Linked DNA regions of Macaca mulatta: region 1 is linked to region 2. Evidence: chromatin contacts called from public Hi-C data. All regions are on one chromosome and are shown on one strand. The core of a region is the stretch at or near the end of the contact, and the rest is flanking DNA. Distances in the headings are between cores, read along the strand shown. Region 1 holds the start of EIF2B2 (eukaryotic translation initiation factor 2B subunit beta). Region 2 holds the start of PGF (placental growth factor).

Evidence for each region. Hi-C and Micro-C count contacts between places; a contact is called where the count stands out from the background.
Region 1: a Hi-C map of liver shows a contact between it and region 2, with 1.9 times the contacts expected there. The contact joins the promoter of EIF2B2 here to the promoter of PGF in region 2. A contact is called at or near these places in 2 of 14 Hi-C or Micro-C datasets (fetal cortex germinal zone and liver).

Annotation. Positions count from the first base shown.
Region 1 is chr7:148,192,257-148,199,157 of T2T-MMU8v2.0, forward strand. It overlaps EIF2B2 (eukaryotic translation initiation factor 2B subunit beta), which reads left to right and starts at 4,298. Exons shown (of 8, transcript NM_001266005.1): 1 at 4,298-4,509; 2 at 4,631-4,751; 3 at 4,910-5,058; 4 at 6,390-6,553. The coding sequence starts at 4,347.
Region 2 is chr7:148,151,973-148,159,542 of T2T-MMU8v2.0, forward strand. It overlaps PGF (placental growth factor), which reads right to left and starts at 1,805. Exons shown (of 7, transcript XM_077941486.1): 1 at 1,227-1,805; 2 at 1-3. The coding sequence starts at 1,301. It also overlaps the pseudogene LOC144330370.

The DNA.
Region 1 (6,901 bases), core at 3,048-5,547, 43 kb after region 2:
TAGAACTCCTCGCTTCAAGTGATCCTCCTACCTTGGCCTCCCAAATTGTTGGGATTATAGGTATGTAATCCCAACACCTGGCAAATCCACTGTGCTTGGCTGAATTTCTGAAATAAGACAGAAAAGGCATTACGTATAAAAGACAAGGTTGATACCTTTTAACACATTAAAATCAAGAATTCTGCTCAAAGATATCTCAAAGTAAAGAATACAAGCCATAATTTGGAGAAGATATTTATTCATATGATAAATATTTGAAAGAAGACTAGTATCTAGAATATATAAACTCCTGCAAATCTACTTGGAAAAATTTTTAAGCCAAAAACAGTAGGTAAAAGGCACAAACAAACAATTCACAAAAAACTCATGGCCAACAAACACATGAAAATAATGAACAGTAATCAGGAAAATGCAAATTAAGACCACAGTAAAATATCCTTTTATACCTACCTGATTCCCAAATAATAAGATATTTGATAATATCACATGTCAGTAAGGATGTAGGTCAGCTGAAACTCTTTAAATATTGCTGGAGGGAGCATACATTAATTGAACCACTTTGTACAATTAGATCTATTTGTAAAGTTGAACATTCATATAGCCTCTGATCTAGCTGTTCCACTTATATAAGTGCCAAGACATACACAGGACTATTTATAGTTTATGTTCACCCACCTCCCTAAAAAGACTGGAAACAACCCAAACGTCTGTTGAAAAAAAATGAATACATAAATTATGCTACAGTCACGTGAAATACTAGTGCAAATAAGAGAACTACAAGTTCTCACCAGTACAAATTCACCAGTGCAAATAAGAGAATTACAGGTACATGTAACATGGATAAATTTTATGAATGTCATACTGAGCAGAAAAAAGTGAAATATACCACATATTTCCTAAATTGTAAAATAACGCAGAACATAAATTTTACCATCTTAACCTTTTTAAGTGTACAGTTTAGTGAAACTAAACTGGCATGAAGTACATTCACATTGTTGTGCAATATAAATGTACAACCATTATCCACCATCTATCTCTAGAACTCTTTTCAACTTGCAAAACTAAAACTCTGTAGCCATTAAACAGTAACTCTCTCCCTCCCCTCAGACCCTAGCAACCACAGTTCTACTTTCTTTCTTTTCATTATCTTTTTTTGAGACAGGGTCTTGCCCTGCTGCCCAAGCTGGAGTGCAGTGGCAGGATCATAGCTCACTGCAGGATCATACATAGCTCACTGCAGCCTTGACCTACCAGGCTCAAGAGATCCTCCCCCATCAGCCTCCCAAGTAGTTGGGACTACAGACATGTATCACCACACCTAGCTAATTTTTAAATTTTTTGTACAGATGGGGGTCTTGTTGTCAGTGCTGGTTTCAACTCTTGGGCTCAAGCCATCCTCCCACCTTGTCCTCCCAAAGTGCTGGGATTCAGGTGTGAGCTACTATGCCTGGCCAACACAGCTTTGCTTTCTATCTCTGTTAATTCTTTTTTTTTTTTTTTTTTTTGAGACGGAGTCTTGCTCTGTCGCCCAGGCTGGAGTGCAGTGGCTGGATCTCAGCTCACTGCAAGCTCCGCCTCCCGGGTTCACGCCATTCTCCTGCCTCAGCCTCCCGAGTAGCTGGGACTACAGGCGCCCACCACCTCGCCCAGCTAGTTTTTTGTATTTTTTAGTAGAGATGGGGTTTCACCGTGTTAGCCAGGATGGTCTCGATCTCCTGACCTCGTGATCTGCCCGTCTCGGCCTCCCAAAGTGCTGGGATTACAGGCTTGAGCCACTGCGCCTGGCCTATCTCTGTTAATTCAAATATTTTAGTTTCAAAGTGAGGAATTGGTTCACATTCCTCAACCTGTTCGTCGTCATGCTTTATAATTTGCATACACACACATAAAAATTCTTTAGTATATAAAAAATACTATACACCTTGGTTTTTGTTGTTGTTGTTTGTTTTTGAGACACAGTTTTGCTCTGTCACCCAGGCTGGAGTGCAGTGGCACAATCTCAGTTCACTGCAACCTCCACCTCCCAGGTTCAAGCTATTCTCCTGCCTCAGCTTCCCTAGTAGCTGGGACTACAAACATGTGCCACCACCCCTGGCTAATTTTTGTATTTTTGGTAGAGACAGGGTTTTGCCATGTTGCCAGGCTGGTCCCAAACTCTTGACCTTCAGGTGATCTGCCCACCTTGGCCTCCCAAAGTGCTGGGATTACAGGCATGAGCCACTATGCCTGGCCTATATACCTTATTTTTTAATGACTTGATATACGAAAAAATAGTGACAATATCCAAAATTGGCTATAATATGGTAACTGCTAGCCAGCATGTAAATTGATACAATTTTAAAGACATTTAAAAATTAACATACAATTATCCAGCATGGTGGTGTGTGCCTGTAGTCCCAGCTACTCAAGAGGCTGAGGTGGGAGGATTATTTGAGCCGGGGGAGGTTGAGGCTGCAGTGAGCAGTGAGCATGCCACTGCACTCCAGCCTGGGCAACAGCGTGAGACCCTGTCTCAAAATAAACAAGTCAATAAATAAAAACTAACATAGCAAAACTGACAAATATTTTATGGCTTTTTAGAGCGACTGTGTTTTCAACTTCAATTTCTGATATTCATTGCTAGTACATAGAAATACAGTTTTTGTATCCTTGCTAAACTTATGTTCTAGGAGGTTTTGTTTTTGTTGCTGTTGACTCTGGGATTTTCTGTGTAGACTATCATGTCTCCTGTGAACAGGGACAGTTTCTTTCCATTCTGTATGCTTTTTCTTTTTCTTGCCTTATTGCGAGGGCTAGGACTTCACATATTGATGTTAAATGGGAGTGGTGAAAGTAGACATCCTTGCCTTGTCCTGATCTTAGGGAGAAAGCAATCTTTTACTGTGAAGTATGATTTTTGGTGTAGGATTTTGTAGATATCTTTTATCAAGTTCAGGAAGTTCCCTTTTGTTCTAGTTTTCTGAGAGTTTGTATCATGAATATCGAATTTTGTCAAATGCTTCTTCCTGCATCAATTGACATGATCATGTGGTTTTACTTCTTAGATTGTTAGTATGGCACATGACATTGATTTTTAAGTATTTGATCAGCTTTGCATTCCAGGTTTATGTTTTACTTTGTAATTACATATTACTCTTTTTTTATGTATTGCAGGATTTGATGTGCTAATAATTTGTTGCAATTTTTGCTTCCTATGTTCATGAGAGATATTAACCTGTAATTTTCTTTTCTTTGTACTACCTTTGGCTAACTTTGGTATTGACATAATTTTTTTGGAGGGCAATTTGTTAATTGTAACAAAAGTCTTTAAAATGTGCTCGCCTAAGGATTCCACTTTGAATAATTTATCTTAAGGAAATAGAGATTTCTATTACACACAGACTTTGGGTTCAGGAAGACCTGGATTTAAGTATGAACCCAATCATTTATTAACTGCTTAAATTCTGTGGGTCTGTTTTCCAATCTGTAAAATGGAGATAAGAGGACCTATTTCAGACCTTATTAACTGAGACAATTCACATACAGTTCCCAACATCCAGTAAGCTTTAAGTAAATGGTAACTCTTGGTATTATGTTATACTCTCTGGCCTCTCTAGAGGTAGGAGGACAATTCTGTCCAAATCGGAGGATGTTATCTTTGCTTCTGTATTGGCTCCCACTTTGAATCTCCTTAATGGTTCGTAGTCTTCCTCATCTCTTAATTTCGCTATCTTCTATTAGACGTGTTAGGCCTTGAGAATACAAAAGCAACAAAAGATATGATCCTTGTTTTCAGAGAGATGAACCTACTAGATACAGGCGCAAACGGTACCAAGTAATGTAACAGAACAAAAGTGAGACATCTGCCCAAGGGGCAGCCGACCCTGGACACGCATTCGTAACGTCAGTGTCAGCTGACACTCAGGAGTGACAGCTCGGGCGGTCACCGAGCTGGGAAGACAGGAGGGAGTGCCGCAACTTCTTCAGTGTAGCCTTAAGTCGCGGTGAGGGGCTCGTAGAGACTTGCTGCTCCCATAGCAACGGGACCAGCCACCCTCTACAGGCCGGACGGGTTACTTCCGTTCACCGTCGGCTGAGCCAAGAAAGGCCGCTTCCTAGCCTGCAGCCCCCGAGGCGCGCGGGCCCGGTTGTAACTGAACAACCCGAGCCCCACGTCTGTGATTGGCTCAGGCAGAGGAAGGGGGCGGGAGAGTGGCAACGAGGGGCGTGGCCTGCTTCCCCTCAAACTTGTGGTTTCCCCCCTCCCCTCACGGCGGAAGCCGACCTTGCCCGCCCCGGAAGTGCAAACTGTGTGGTCTGGCAGGTGTGGATTCCGCCGGTGAAGGCTGAAGGCAGCTACCTTAGAGATGCCGGGATCAGCAGCGAAGGGCTCGGAGTTGTCAGAGAGGATCGAGAGCTTCGTGGAGACCCTGAAGCGGGGTGGTGGGCCGCGCAGCTCCGAGGAAATGGCTCGGGAGACCCTGGGGCTGCTACGCCAGATCATCACGGACCACCGCTGGAGCAACGCGGGTGAGGCCGGCCTGCCTCCGTCAGCGAACCCGGCCCCTGCCTGTTCCCGATCCCAAGGCTGAAAGTTTCCCAGGCCTCACTTCGCGTTGGCTCCTCTTATCCTCTCTCTTTTGGACTGTAGGGGAGCTGATGGAGCTGATCCGCAGAGAGGGCAGGAGGATGACGGCCGCTCAGCCCTCCGAGACCACCGTGGGCAACATGGTGCGGAGAGTGCTCAAGATTATCCGGGAGGAGTATGGCAGGTCAGGCTTACGTCCTGGGCTCCGGGTTGGATCCAGTGACACTTTTTCCACGGGCCCCTCTCCCTGCTCGGAGACTTTATTGGAGCTGAGCAGCCCTTGTTACCTGCCTGACCACTCCTCCTCCCCACCTCTCTCTTTGGGTCTTGTTGCCTCTATAGACTCCATGGACGCAGCGACGAGAGTGATCAGCAGGAGTCCCTGCACAAACTGTTGACGTCCGGAGGCCTGAACGAGGATTTCAGCTTCCATTATGCCCAACTCCACTCCAACATCATTGAGGCGATTAATGAGCTGCTAGTGGAGCTGGGTAAGAGGCCTGATCGCTAGGAAAATGGGACTGGTCACAGGCAAATAAGGGAACAGAAGCCCCTGAAGGTTGTTCATTAGCAGAGATGGGATATTACCAGTCTTCTGGTTCTCAGAGGTTTGTCCTCCTTCCTGATTAGGAAATGTTGCAACAGGTGATGGGACCAAAGTAACCCTCTCTACTTTTCCTTACAGACCAACCCTTGATAGACTGCAAGTCTGTGGAGTGGCACAGACTTTATTAGGACAGAGTTTTATTTTCATTGTAAAGAAGATGAACTCCCTAGAGAACCAGGTCGAAAGACCTCCTTCACTATCTCTGAATTTTTATACACACGTACACGTATACCATTTCTATCCCCCTTGTCATTGCGGTCCAGGTGACTTGCAGATATTCATTATAATCAGATGATGAAGAAGCTGCTTCCAAATTCCTCCCCCGTTTTTCTTCTCTGGCCATTCTCTCTCACGTAGAAGTGTTGTGGCCACCTTTTGAAGGAAGAGTTCTTTTAGGCAGAAGCTCTGTTTACCCGATTCTCAGCACTTTAGGATTTCCCAGATTGCCATTCCTTGGCTGAATTCACTGTCTTCAAAATCGGTTGTAAGGAGCTCTGTAGTGACAGAAGTGGTTGATAGATAGGGGTACTTCTGGAAGAGGGCAGGCAGAAAATCCCAGAGTGGGGCTTTTAAGAAATTGTGACATAGCTGGGCGTGGTGGCTCACACCTGTAATCCCACAACTTTGGGAGGCCAAGGTGAGTGGATTGCTTGCGACCAGGAGTTCAAAACCAGCCTGGGCAACATAGTGGGACCCTATCTCTATTAAAAAAAAAAAAAAAAAAAAAAAAATTGGCCGGGCGCGGTGGCTCAAGCCTGTAATCCCAGCACTTTGGGAGGCCGAGACTGGCGGATCACGAGGTCAGGAGATCGAGACCATCCTGGCTAACACGGTGAAACCCCGTCTCTACTAAAAAATACAAAAAACTAGCCGGGCGCGGTGGCGGGCGCCTGTAGTCCCAACTACTCGGGAGGCTGAGGCAGGAGAATGGCGTGAACCCGGGAGGCGGAGCTTGCAGTGAGCTGAGATCCGGCCACTGCACTCCAGCCTGGGCGGCAGAGCGAGACTCCGTCTCAAAAAAAAAAAAAAATTGTGACATTTCACTTTAAGCACATTAACCCTGTGGTACCAGGGCCTGCTGGGTTGGCAGTGCATCTGAAGGGCAGACATCTTTTTCCGTACACTCATAATGTGTGTTTGTGATATAGCATAGCAATTTCATATATATATAGACATATATATATATATATATATTTTTCCAAACTGTTCTTACAGAAGGGACAACGGAGAACATTGCAGCCCAGGCTCTGGAGCACATTCACTCCAATGAGGTGATCATGACCATTGGCTTCTCCCGAACAGTAGAGGCCTTCCTCCAAGAGGCTGCCCGAAAGAGGAAATTCCATGTCATTGTAGCAGAGTGCGCTCCTTTCTGCCAGGTAAGGAGACTGCTGTAGCTGCTACTAAGAAAAACGGAAAATGAAGAAGAAATAAACAAGGGATGGGCAGGGCCATTCCAACCTCGAATTGATAAGCAAGACTTTGAGACACTGAGAAGATAAACTAAAACATTAAGGGAATTTTCAAGGTGTTCGCCCTGTGAACATTCTTAAATAGTGGTTTAAGAAAGTTGGGACTGGGAGTGGTGGTTCACGCCCGTAATCCCAGCACTTTGGGAGACTGAGGCGGGCGGATCACCTGAGGTCAGGAGTTCGAGAGCAGCCTGGCCAACACGACGAAACCCCATCTCTACTAAAAATACAAAAATTAGCTGGGCATGCTGGTGC
Region 2 (7,570 bases), core at 555-3,054:
CCACTGCTGTGGACAGAAAGGTACAGAGATGAGCCTGGGACACCTTGGGGCTCTGCACTCTTGGGCCAAGTGTGATGGCAGGAAGGTAGGGGCCCCTCTGGATTCCTTCCCACTTGCTGCACAGGCTCTGCCCTGTCTCAGAGCAGCCTGAGCACAACTAAAAACTCACCGGACCCTAGATAGGTTAGGTCCCACCCCTCTCTGGCCTCAGTTTTCCTCATTTGGAAAAGGATGGGAGGCTAGAAGCTCTTGGAGACCCTTGGCCTGCTGCGTCCCAAAGATCTTCCAATCCTGTGGGTCTCCCTTCTACCCAGCCCCCCCAGTTCAACCCTGCCGGGCCCTGTACAGCCCGCCTTGGCTGGGTGCCAGAGCCCAGGGGGAGGTGATCAGCTGGTGGGAGCGGAGGGGTTGGAGCGGGTGGCGCCATGAGCTGGTGCAGCCGGTAACGTTACACCTCTGGCCAGCCCTGCAGCAGGCAGGCGGGTGGCTGGGCTGCTCGGGCTCCTCAGGGACTGCCCAGCCCACTCCTACTCTTGGGCTGGGGCTGGGGACTCCCAGGGCAGTGGGACAACACAGTGGGAAGGGAGCTCATTGGCTTTGTCAGGATTTCACTGCCCAAGCTGGCTCCCAGCCAGACTCACCCGGCTCCTGGGAAAAGGGCCCTGCTCACTTCCCCAGGCCCTGCACTCAGGACCTCCGGCCACCCACCCAGGAGAAAAGGCACAGCGAGACCCCTTGTCTCATCCCCAGCCCACCCAGGAGCCCACGGCTCAGTCCTGAGCCCTGGTGGGGGCAGGGCCCAGCCTTCCCACCATCATCCTCTTCAGCTGGCTCCTCCACCACCCCCACCAGGCCAGGTCAGAGGTCCTGGGGACGCCTGGTTGGCCATGGGGCCTCGACCCTGACCACAAGGCCAGGGACCCGCCTGGGATTAGTGGACAGATGCTTTTAGCAAAGCCACCAGGGCTCCAGAGGCCAGACAGGAAACCTCCCTCCCTCCCTCCCTGTGGCTTCCCTGCCCCCACTAAGACAGCCCCCAGGACCTGGGGGACAGCCAGCCTGAGGTCTCTTCCCAAACGAAAGAAGTCCAGCCTGGCCTTTAGGAAGTATGTGGACATCCTTGGATTTGCTGCTCCCTGGAGCGAGTCTGTGATTTCAGAGTCCCCTGCTTCCAGTGCTGGGATAGGGAGGTCAGGGGAGCCGGGCTAGGTGGGGGTAGCTCTTACCTGGGGGGGCACAGCAGGCAGCGCCAGCCCAGCCAGGAGCTGCAGGAAGCAAGGGAACAGCCTCATGGCCGGCATCTTCTCAGACGTCCCGAGCCAGGGGGCTCCGAAGGAAAACCACCATGCTCATCCCCCGGGGAGCCCCTGGCACAGGAGCAGAAGAGCTGAGTGGGCGGCTGGACGCCCCCCTCACTGCTGCCCCGAGGCCCCGGCCGGTGGTTCGAGCATCTTCTGGAAGCCGTGGGGAGTCAGGAGCCCGCAGGTAAGGCTATGGCTGGGGAGCCCGACCGGGAGCGGTCCGGCGGGGCGGGGCGCCGAGGGGCAGGCGGGTCCCAGGGAGGGTCCGTCGGGCGCCCAGTGCCACCCCAGGTCCTCCCGCAGCTGGGCGGCCGTCCGAAGATGCAGTTTCTTCCGCAGACAGCAGCTCCCTTCTGGGACTGCAGCCGGCCCGCGCCTGGGTTTCAGGGGCTGAGCTGGGGCGGGGCTCCGGGCCTGCCCCGCCCACAGCAGAAGAGGTTCCCGAGCCGAGTTCCCGCAGCGCCCGGCCAGCCCGCAGCGCCGGAGCCCGCAGTGCTTGCGAGGGGCGCTCGGCAAATGCGCACGCCTCGACGAGCCCAGCCCGCAGCTCCCCGGGCCACGCCGCGCCCGCCCGCAGAGCCCACAGCCCCGCTTCGGCTCTCGGGGCCGTCACCTGGGATGGGACCATCCAGGTGTGGAGCCCAGCGTCAGCCGTCAAGGCTTATGTCCTAGCGGCCTCTGCAGGAAGGGCCGTCCCGGATCCCTGGGAAGGCAGCCATGCCCACACACCTCGGGGGCCAAGGGATTCCTAGCCCCGTTTTATAGATGAAGAAACCGAGGCTCCGAGAGCACCCCTGCCTGCGTATGTCGAATGGACATAGGCATTCTTGGAAAGTGTGTGTGTGTGTGTGTGTTGTGTGTGTGCGCGCATCTGTGTGTCCGAGAAACTGGCAGAGACAAAACCCAAGCCCTACGTGACTCCAGAACCGTCTCTCACCCGACCCATCATCCTCCTAGCCAGGCATGGACACAGTGGGCGGCCCACAGGAAACCCCTCAGGGCACCTGACTGGAGGATCAGGCCTGCTGCCTCCTTGGGAAACAGTCTTCTCAGACCCTCCCTGTGGCCTCACCCAGGCATCTCCTCCTGGTCCCTGGTCGAGGAGGAACTGTTCGCTGCGCGGGGGTCCGCGTGTATCTGCACATGTGCACGGGCATTTGCGGGTCTGTGAATATCCACGTGTGCTGTGTGTCCGAGCCTCTGTGTGGTCTGAGTGCGTGTGACTACTGTACATCCAAATACGACTCTGTATTTGTCTGTGGGGGTCAGGTCTCTATATCTCTGTATTCTTGTGTGATTTGTACGTATCCACTGTGTGTCTGGGTGTGTTTGGAAGTGGCTGAATGTGTATCTTTCAATGGGACTGTGAGTCTGCATGCCTGCCTGTGTATATCTGTCTCTGTGGGTGAAGACCGTGCCTCTCTCTGTGCGTTTGTGTGTGCCCTCCCTTGGTTCTGGATCTTTCTTTACCACCACCCCTCTCACTGCCTTCTGTGTCCAGCTCCCAAGCTGCAGGAACCTGGCAGGATTGGGAGTCACGAGTTGGGCTGGGCCTGGGGCTGGTGGGTGGCTGTGGGGGAGGAGGGAGGCCTGGGAAGTGGCCCCTACAGCTTACATTCCAGCCAGGAGCAGGGAGGCCAGGGCAGCCCCAGCTCTCACCCCAGTGACCTCTGTGTCTGCTGCCTGCCTGCCTGCCCACCCACGAGGGGCTGCCAGAGATGCAGCCTGCCTGCCTGGCCGGCCCTAAGCCTGGAGGTTCAGGAGGTGGAGGCCAGTCACCAGCCAGCTAAGTGGGGTCTGCAAGGAATATTCTGATGAGCTTCAAACAAGCTGGGGTTCTTGGGGTAGACAAACCCCTTCCTGGGCCCGGGGTCATTGTGGAAGGTAACTGTGCATGTGTATGCAGGTGAGTAGGTGTGTGTTTGTGCATATCTGTATTGTATATGTTGCCCATAACATCTTTGTGTACATATGCATGTGTTTGTGTGTGTCTTTAGTTTGGGTATGGATTTGTGTATGTGGGCACAGGTGTGTATTGTGCACAACTGTGTGTGCATGTGCTTAAGTATCTTCGTTATATATGCTTATCTATAACTGAGTGTTTCTAGCACATATGCATGGGATGTGTCTTTTGTGTATGAGTTTGTATTTTTTTTTTCTGAGGCAGAGTCTTGCTCTGTTGCCTAGGCTGGTGGACAATGGTGCAATCTTGGCTCACTGCAACATCTGCCTCATGGGTTCAAGCAATTCTTATGCCTCAGCCTCCCAAGTAGCTGGGATTCCAGGTGTACACCACCATGCCTGGCTAATTTCTGTATTTTTAGTAGAGACGGGTTTTTGTCATGTTGGCCAGACGCACCCAGCCTGTATTCATTAATTTGTTTTTTCATTTGGCAAGTGTTGCCTGAGCCCTACTATGCTCCAGGCACTGTTCTAGGTGCTAGGGATATGATACGGAGGGTCTCTCTAAGTTTATGTTAATGGAGTGGGGGGATACCGATGGCTGGGGATACTCTTTCCTGAGTGAACTCCACACTTTGGGTGAAGTCTGTGGTTCCCACAAGTGCACCTCAGTCCTTCGTCACTAAATTGGGGACCATACCCTTCTAAACCCAGCTTCCTGGGTTGTGAGATGAATTAGCCTAGGGTAGGCTCAGTGGCAGAGACCAAGGAGACTCTAACATTTCCATGGATTGAATCAAAGTTTGTTCTTGCTCACATCCAGTCCAGAGCAGCTGTGCTAGTAGTTCTGCTCCACCCTTTTTTTTTAATTTTCTAAATTTAAATTTAAATTTTTAGAGACAAGGTCTTGCTCTCTCTCCCAGGCTGCAGTGCATTGGTGTGATCACAGCTCAATGCAGCCTCCAACTCCTGGGCTCAAGGGATCCTCCCGCCTCAGCCTCCAGAATAACTGGGACTACAGATGTGTGTTACCATGCCCAGTTAATTTAAAAACTTTTTTTTTAATGTAAAGACAGGGTCTTGCCATCTTGCCTAGGCTGTGCTCCTTTGTACAGTGGCCCCACTATTGACCAGCCACATTGCCTCAAACAACTTCCTTTGTTTTCAGAGCCCCAGCTTCCTCCATCTGTAAGAGTGGGAATAATAACTGTACTTATCTCATAGGGTTGTGCGAGGACTAAGAAAGCACCTGTGGTGCAAAAAATGGTAGCAATTGGGCATGATTTCTAATTTAATTTTTGACTTGTATTAGAGAAATAAAAATACTATAGTTAGACTGAATGCAGTGGCTCACGCCTGTAATCCCAGCACTTTGGGAGGTCGAGGAGGACAGATCACCTGAGGTTAGGAGTTCGAGACCAGCCTGGCAAACATGATAAAACCCTATCTCTACTTAAAATACAAAAATTAGCCGAGCGTGGTGGGAGGTGCCTGTAATCCCAGCTACTCGGCAGGCTGAGGCAGGAGAATCCCTTGAACTCAGGAGGCAAAGGTTTCAGGGGGCCGAGATTGTGCCACTGCACTCCAGTCCGTGTGACAAAGCAGGACTCTGTCTCAAAAAAAAAAAACCCCTCAAAAAACGCCCCCCAAAAAAACCAACTACAGTTACAGAGCAGAGTCCTGTAGCGTGGACATGAGATAGAAAATAAAGAATCTTATGCTTCTGCCTGTGGCAGTGGAGGAAAAAAATGGAGTGATTTGCATAGGTGCACACAAACACTAATTCTCACCATCACTGTGCAGTCTCTCAATCCTCAACTGTCACTGAGGCCCTGGAAGTAGACCCAGGGGCTTAGGGGTGGCAGTCAGTGCCCCCAACTCAACACTTAACTGTTTATCACCACAATCACTTGCTGTTGTTTCAGGGAGAGAAGTAATATTTATTGAACACCTATTATATGCCAAACAGTGTGCCTGGTGCTCTAACCACCTTGACTCTTTGAATTCTGATCACAACCCTGTAGTGGTAGGTTTTAATTATTTCCATTTTGAAGATGGAAAGATGGAGGCCCAGGGAGTTTATGTAATTTTCCAATAGTTGTTTAGCTACTAAAAAAGGAACAGTGATGGTGATCAAGCTGAGATCTTTCTCCAAAGGTCTTTCCAGTGAACCTAAGCGCTAGCTCCCAATCTTACTGCAAGGACGTTGAAGGTAAGGGCTGAAGTCTTGAGCTGTTTCTGGGTCTTCCCCATGCTGGAGCAGAATGGATGCTTGACAAACTTGGGATGGTTGATGTGTGGAAGGAAGGAGCCCTGATCTCAGGAGCTGACTCTTATGTGGGGAGTCGGGCAGATACAGATAAACATGGGGGGCTGGCTGTAGAAACACTGGGACACAACAATGTAGTGGACTCTGAGCAGTCATGGCTTCCAGTCTGCAGGCCAGCCCCTGGCCCCCAAGGCATCCTGCAAACACAATTTCCCATACTATTAGTCATGGTGTTAGCCTGAAACACCTGCCCCAACCCATCCCAGCTTGTAGGTTTTCAGCTTCCTGACTCATTTTCCCATTTTCTAGCCATTTTCCCGTTTTCTAGTCTCTTTGTTGTCTTGGCCCTCTGAACTTTTCCCTAGTGATGACTTGTCCCCTCCTAATGACAGTTCAGCACCTGCCTCTGGAGAGGTGTCTCAAGTGGTCCTGGGTAAACACCCTCTGCCTCTGACCTTGTTCCTGAGTCCCGGACTTGGGTGGCTGAGAAGTGTAGCATCCAAGGATTAAAATCTTCCTCATCCTGGCTGGTAGAAAGGGCAACAGTGGGCAGCTCTGGGCCAACAGCCTTTTCATTTTATGGACTGAACCTACATTATAGGCAACAGCTATTCAAAGCTGCCAGCAAGCAGATGCTTGGTTGAGCTCCTTTGCCTTCTCCCCCTGCCTCCTGGGCTGCGATTTCCTGTGGATCCACCCCAACCTCCATCCTGGGCTCTTCTTCTCTTTATGCACTTGTTCTAGGCAGGCTTCCATGGCTTCCCTGGCCACCAGCACTAGGTAAGACACCCTGGTCCAGGTTCCCACAGTACCTTGAATTCCCCTCCATCATGGCACCTGGCCTTCAGTATCATAATTGCCCAGTTGCTTATCTGTCTTGCCTAACAGAAGGTAAGATCTAAGAGGGCAGGTACTGTGTCTCTTGTTTACCCTTGTAGCCTCCACACCTTGCTCAGTGCCTGGCACATAGTAGGCCTTAAATTGATATGTTTTGAGTTGGATCAATCCTCGGAGACTAGTCCTTCCCCATGGGGAAAATGTCCCGAGTCTGGCCCTTCCTTACTCACATGCCCTTCAGCTGTTCAGAGGTGCCCACTCCTAGACCCCATACTCAAGAACCATCAACTTGGGTGGGCCCCTCTGATGGTGAGGGATGGGGAGTGTGGGAGAACCACCTTTTGTTACTGTGTAATCATGCGCTGGGTTGGTCACCACAGCCCCACCAGCCGCCAAGGGACAAGGCTTATGTCTCAGGCCAGAGACCAGAACCCAGTGGGAGGCCTGGGGTGGGGCCCTGTTGGAAGGGGGCCAGGAGAAGAGCCCATGGGTGACCGAGTGTTCCCAGGGGTGGGAAACAAGATGGCATCTGCCACAAGAGCTGGGAACAAGGGAAGCCAGGCGAGGTGCCCACGGCCTTGTCCCAGGCTTCTGGGGCGACGTGTCGTCACCAAAGGAATGGAAACCTGTACTTTGGGAACTTGGCAGCCAGGGCTGGGTTTTTCGTGTTTTCTGTAATTATTTCCCTTTTGTTCTCCCTTAGTATTTAGTAAAGCCCTTTGTGAAAATGCCAGCTGGTCTCAGCTGTGCTAAGAGCGGTGACAAAGGGGGACTCTGTGCGTGCTTGGCCCTAAGCTTTAATGGAGGGACCTGGCTTAATGGTGGCAGCAAAGTCAAGGACCGTCAAGGACACAGGGAGGCTCTGGGAGCCACAGCCCACACCTCATGTCCAGACAGCCTCCTCAACACTGAGTCTCCTCCCAGGCTCTTCCAGGACCCAGCTTCAGTAACCTGGGCTTTATTGAAACCTAGGGGGAGTTTGAGACCAGTCTGGACAACATAGTGAGACCCCATCTCTATGAAAAAAAAAAAAAAAAGCCAGGCATGGTGGCATGTTCCTGTGGTCCCAGCTACTCAAGAGACTGAGGTAGGAGGGTTGCTTGAGCCCAGGAGGTTGAGGCTGCAGTGAGCTGTGATAACACCACTGCTCTCCAGCCTGGGCGACAGAGCGAGATCCTGTCTCTGGAAAACAAAAAACAAAAAGGAAAAAGAAAGAAGAAGGAAACCTGGAGGACCGGAGTGCCAGCGATGGCTGATTTGA